2 separate regions of the Mus musculus genome follow, and region 1 is linked to region 2. A link is a contact called in public HiChIP or PLAC-seq data. All regions are on one chromosome and are shown on one strand. The core of a region is the stretch at or near the end of the contact, and the rest is flanking DNA. Distances in the headings are between cores, read along the strand shown.

What was found. HiChIP or PLAC-seq counts read pairs in DNA pulled down with a chosen protein or histone mark.
Region 1: a contact with region 2 is called in an H3K4me3 HiChIP or PLAC-seq map of embryonic basal ganglia, with 5 times the contacts expected there. The contact joins the enhancer-like site here to the promoter of Dkk3 in region 2. A contact is called at or near these places in 15 of 39 promoter capture datasets (the C10 cell line, the HPC-7 cell line, HPC-7-derived erythroid cells and 11 more), 12 of 484 Hi-C or Micro-C datasets (CD8 T cells, LSK cells, bone marrow-derived DN2 thymocytes and 9 more), 4 of 115 datasets of contacts at active chromatin or transcription factors (embryonic basal ganglia, embryonic stem cells and pancreatic cancer cells) and 4 of 9 other capture datasets (adipose tissue, embryonic stem cells, liver and 1 more).

The regions. Positions count from the first base shown.
Region 1 is chr7:112,353,490-112,356,189 of GRCm38.p6, forward strand. It overlaps Mical2 (microtubule associated monooxygenase, calponin and LIM domain containing 2), which reads left to right. Exons shown (of 26, transcript NM_001193305.1): 26 at 410-486. The coding sequence ends at 450. Among named protein-coding and RNA genes, the nearest start is that of Micalcl, 20 kb to the right of the region's middle. Within about 2 kb of position 1,397, at least 54 of the 459 cell types and tissues checked have an H3K27ac peak or open chromatin away from gene starts, as enhancers often do. A contact at or near this core is called in embryonic basal ganglia and neural progenitor cells, where this site is marked.
Region 2 is chr7:112,157,874-112,160,573 of GRCm38.p6, forward strand. It overlaps Dkk3 (dickkopf WNT signaling pathway inhibitor 3), which reads right to left and starts at 1,258. Exons shown (of 8, transcript NM_015814.3): 1 at 1,093-1,258; 2 at 310-545. The coding sequence starts at 522.

The DNA.
Region 1 (2,700 bases), core at 147-2,646, 200 kb after region 2:
GAGACATCTGTATATTCTGAGTCCTTGAACCTTCCTGGTGGGCAACAGCAGGGGTAGGTCCTGGGAGCAGATACTCTAGAGATGAATTTGCCTCAAGGATGAATATGAGACCCCAGAGTAAACTGGAGACAGAGGGGGCTGTGGAGGGCAGAAGGTCCTGGGAACATTTACAGACAAGAGTGGAGTTCTGTTACTATGCAGACCCTGGGCATCCACTCTTGGAAATGAATAGCTGGCCACCACCAGGAAGGTCTGTCCCTCCTAAGCAGGCAGTCCCTTTGTGAGGGACAGTGGTGGCTCTGTTCCTCACCTCCAGTGTCATTTTCCATTGTGATTGGTATTTGTTTTAGGCCCTTGCTAAGTCCTCCTTTCTGTCTTTCTCTCTCCAATCTCACTTTGCGGCCGCCAGTACGTTTCAGCCTTCCAGTCCTACACCCACTTCTTGGCTGACACTTCTGTTCTAAGGTGACTGATTTTCTTGGCAATTTTCAGAGAGAGGTACTAACCCCTAACCCGCTTTCTGCGCCCCATCCTCTGCGTGCGTCGGTGGTCCTGGTTGTGCTAACTGTGAGTGTCTTGCCTACTAATATGGACTCGCTAGAGGCATGAATGGTAAAGAGCATGGGGCGGGGGTCAGCTTGAAAGCCACGTTCTGCCTCCCCTTCTTTGGAGCCCAGCCAGCAGCCTGGGTCCACAACAAGTGCATGCCCCATGCCACTTCTCCTCTGCACCATGGGCTGGCTTCTTTGCATGTTGCGCTTTCAAAACCTTTTGTCTTCCTGGGAGGGTTCACCATGATTGTGAGACAATACCGAGGGCTCTTGTCACCTTTCAAAACATTTCTACGTAGTAACCTCTGAAAAAAAGACATGTCTAGGCATATCTTCTTCAACCCATTCTAATACAAAGATTACTAATGCCTTTAATTGAGACCATAAGTGACTCAGTTTGGTGAAGTTTTAAAAGTATACTTTTTTTCCCCAGACTCCAAGGCCAGCTTGACCCATGCTCTCTGTGCTGTGAATATAATGACAATAGCGAGCCCTTGCCCTGGTTCAGCATAGTTAGTCCTAGGGCCTTACTATGCCTTTCACGTGCCTCTGGGCTCTTAAGTCCCTTACTGTTCCACAAGCTTTAATCGGAGCAGTTGTGGTCACAGGAGAAGGTCAGCCACTGTTGATGCTCCTGTCAATCTGTGGAAAGGGCATATTGTCTCTGCTCATTTACCTGGAGCAGTGCACCAGTCATGTGCAAGAAGCAGTCACAACGGAGGGCAGAGAGCAGATGAGAGTCCAGCCCCACATTTTCAGACTGCAGCCAGAATCCCCCTCACGTGCAGCTAGGGCCACCCTGCTCTCCAGCTTCCGCCCAGTCCTGCATGCCGCACTTGCCTGCTGTGTTGGCACAGAGCCCAGCCAGTACAAAGTCCTCTCCTCTCCTCTTTTCTTCTCTTCCAGCATTCCCCTCTCTAAAATGTCAACCAAAGAGAGCCTCTCCCTCCCCCCATCCCACTCCCGCGCCCCCCCTCAGCCCCTTTAGACAGTCTCCTCCCCATCTCTCAGCAAGGCATGTCTCTGACCCTAGAGAATTCATTTACAGTGCCATATGGAACCCTGTATTTTACACACACAGCAAACGATGTTTAGGTTTATTTATGATATTTGATGCTGTAAATGAAAATAAATATGGTTCTTTATAAAGCTCACCGTTTCCTCTCTTCTTTGCCATGGAAGCTTCTAAAATCTCAAACACGGGCACCGGTTTAGGGGAACCGTCCTCCCCTAAACTGCTGGCGGGGCTTGCACTTGTGGTGACCCGGGACTCTCTGGGGCTGTGCCAGGGCGATCTGAAATATTACCCAAGGGTAATATTTGGAAAAATGTCACCAATACTCTGGTGCCAGGCTTTGGGGTCTCTTCCTGGAATGTGTGGTACTTTACTGTTCTAGACTCTGGGCAGAGGATGAGAGAGCCAGTGTGACCTCAGGAACAGGCTGTGTTGCCATGGCTCTCTAAGAGAGCTTTACCAAGAGCCCCGCCTGTTTGGGTTCTCACTGGTCCACCCAAGTGATGGGGGAAATAAGGAGGAAGGAGTGGGCACCAGTCTCTGGAAGACAGAGAACCCGCACGCGTACTCATGGCAGCCCTGTGGTGTGAGGCTCCATCCACCTGGCCACTCTGAGGCTAGTGCCCAGAAGGCTCTGCCCAACATCTCTCAGTTTAGGGGAAGGACTTGGCATGTCCACTGACTCCCCTGGACAGTGCCAGATCTCTCCAGGCTCTGCCATTTCCAGACCAGATGTGGTTGGGCTTCCAACACTAGCAGAAGAACCCCCCTGTTAACTATGAGGGTCCTGGCATCTCCCAGAGAGCATGTCTGGGATTCCAGGCTCCAGCTCAGCTGCTGATGCCCGAGTTTGCCTTTGGTTCCTTTACCTGTGCATCAGTTATTGCCCATGGCACAATTCTAGGCCCAAGAGACATAGCACAGCGTGCCAAAAGACCCTTGCCCCTGGCTGACATTTATTAAGTATGTGCCTCGGTGTGTTTTAATTCTGATTCACCTAATCTATGCTCTTGCTCATTTACCCATTTGCCTCATTTTGCTGATCACCTACTGTGTTCCAGGAAATACAGCTAATCATGAAAGTCTGAGATTTGAAACCTCATGTTAAGTTTTTGGTAAAGTCCTCTAATTAAA
Region 2 (2,700 bases), core at 8-2,507:
AGCTGCGACACAGTGGCTCCTGCTCCTTAGGAAGAATTCCACCAAACCTCCCTTGCTGGACAGGGATGCATTCAGACTTTCGGCAGGCAGACAGAACCGGCTGAGAGTAAGAATCACCCAGCGCTGCACTCAGGGCACTCCACGTCTGCTGTCAGGCCTTTTTTCCAGCTCTGCACAAAGCCAAGTCTTTGGCCAGTGCTGCAACCATCGCTAGAAATATCCCCCCCACCCCACCCCCGCCAAGCCCCCGGCCCACTCCCTTTCTCATTCTCGCACTTTCAGAGCCAGGCGCCCTCAGGGTGCACCCACCTCCTCCACGGCACTGCGCAGTTTGTGCTGAGTGTCTTCCATCAGCTCCTCCACCTCTCGAAACATCTCATTGAGCGTAGCTTCCTCCTGAGGGTAGTTGAGAGCTGGGCCCGGCTCCGCCGGAGTCCAAGTGACCGTCGGGGAAGGAGCAGGAGCAGTGGGGACCGCCGCCGCCAGCAGTGTACACAGCAAAATACCCCCGAGCCGCTGCATGTTTGTTCCGCGCTGGCCGCCGCCTGTGTGTCCCGGAAAGCTATCAAAGACTGCAGGACCACCCCTCTTGCCCGTCCCGCCCCGCCCCGCTGCTCTGCCCGCCCCCAGATGGAGCGATACCCAGCCCCCTCCCAGACTCAATCCCTGCTGGAAACAGTGGTGACCACTACTCCTCTCCAGCCTGGGTGCCCTCTGCACTCTAAGCCCCCAAACCCCGTTCTAGTACCCAGGAAGAGCTCCACTTGACACGCTTATGGAAACCCCAGCTCCGGAACCAAGGAACTCAAGTCTTCTACTCTTAATAGCAGACCACTTGCCCGAATCAGGAGACATTATCTGGACTACGGGTTCGAGTCCCGTCCCTTCCTTTACTATTTCCCCATCAATTCTATTACTGGGATCTCTTGGACCCTGACACAGGCTCAAGCCTCTCCTAGCCCCAAGCAGAGATCAGCAGAGCCCTCCTCCCAGTTCATCCTCCTCCCATCGCGATGCAAATGCATGGAGCCCCCCATCTCTAACTAAGGGAGACCCAGCTGGGCTATCTCCACGACGATGACCACCGCTCACCCAATTCGAATGAACAAAGCTGAGCTGCAAGCTGGATCTGGTCACGACCGGTAGCTGGGCTGCCACAGAGCAGCTGGAGAGGCACTGTGTGCGGCTAGGATGCAAAAGCGCCTGTATCCAGAAAGCCTGCAGCCTGCGCCCCCCCAGTCCACCACGCCTCCGCCCGGCGGGAGGGGCGGTCGCACAGCCAATCGCTCTCCAGGCCGTCTGCGACCTCAGCTCACTCCAGCCTCTAAATCCTGGGAGGGCCAGTCTGCAGGAATCTATCCTCTTCCTGGCAGCCCCCTACCTCCGCGATAGCCCAGGCTTCTACTACATTTTACAGCCTTCTTGAGTCTCACCTTGCTAGCTCTAAGCCTGCCTCTGCCTTGGACGCAGTCCTAAGGGATGGAATCCCAGCCCCTCAGCCATTACAAGGTAGTCTAGACAGTACCCAGCCAGGAAAATCCACTTTTGGCCATGAGAATGGGTCAACAGAATGTCAGCAAGTCCCTAGACAGGCGACATAGCAAAGTAGCTAGGATGGACACCAACAGTCCCAGTACTGCCAAACTAGTATGGTCTGTAACGTAGCTTGATGTATGCTGCAGGCTACAGCTGTACATGTAATTCCTACTTAATACGCACGATTCATGAAGAGGGGTCAGGGCTTGAAAATGGGCTGTGTACCTGAGATAGCAACCTGGTCTATTGACAGTTATCTCTTCAGTGCCTAGAAAAGGGGTACTAAAAAATTAAATTAAATTAAAAATTTTTTTAAAAAGTGTTTCCGAAAACCCTTCTCCCACTTCTTTATCTATCCTGATTCTTCCTCATCAGTTTCCCTGACATCTCTCTCTCCCCTCCCCTCCCCTCCCCTCCCCTCCCCTCCCCTCCCCTCCCCCCTCTCCGCATCTCCTGATCTTTTTCTCATTTCTTCCCTGTGCTGGCTAATTTTTTGTCAACTTGACACAAACTAGAGCCACGTGGGGAAAAAACACCTCAGCTGAGAAACTGCCTCCATTGGTTTGGTCTGTCCGTTGCAGCATTTTCTTAACTGCTAATTGATGTAGGCGATCCCAGCCACTAGGGGTGATACCACCAACAGGCAGTTGAGCCAAGGCTGTGTAAGAAAAGTGGCTGAGCAAGCCAGAAGAGCAAAAGACAGTGACCTTCCTCCATTGGCTCTACCTCACGTCCTGAGCTCCAGGCCTGGCTTCCTTGATGCTGGAGTATAAACCTGTAAGACGCAATGAACCCTTTCCTCCCTGAGTGGCTTTTAATCATGATCTTTATCACAGCAACAGAAAGCCAAACTGGAACATGCCTCATCTGTCCTCTGGGGTAGCTAGCACAGGTCACAGACTCACTGGAGTCTCTTCACCAGCCCCTCCCCTGCCACCCACGAGGAACCAGGAGCTTGGTTGTATCTGCAGGGCTCCAGGCCTACACACCTGATCCCTGAGAAACGAAGTGGGGTGGGGTGGTTAGAGCAATAGCTGCTGGTACAGCACTACGGTGACGTGGATAGTGACAAGCATTATCCATTTATTTATTTATTTATTTATTTAGTTAGTTAGTTAGTTAATTAGTTATTTATTTAATTTATTTATTAAGTTTTACTCATTG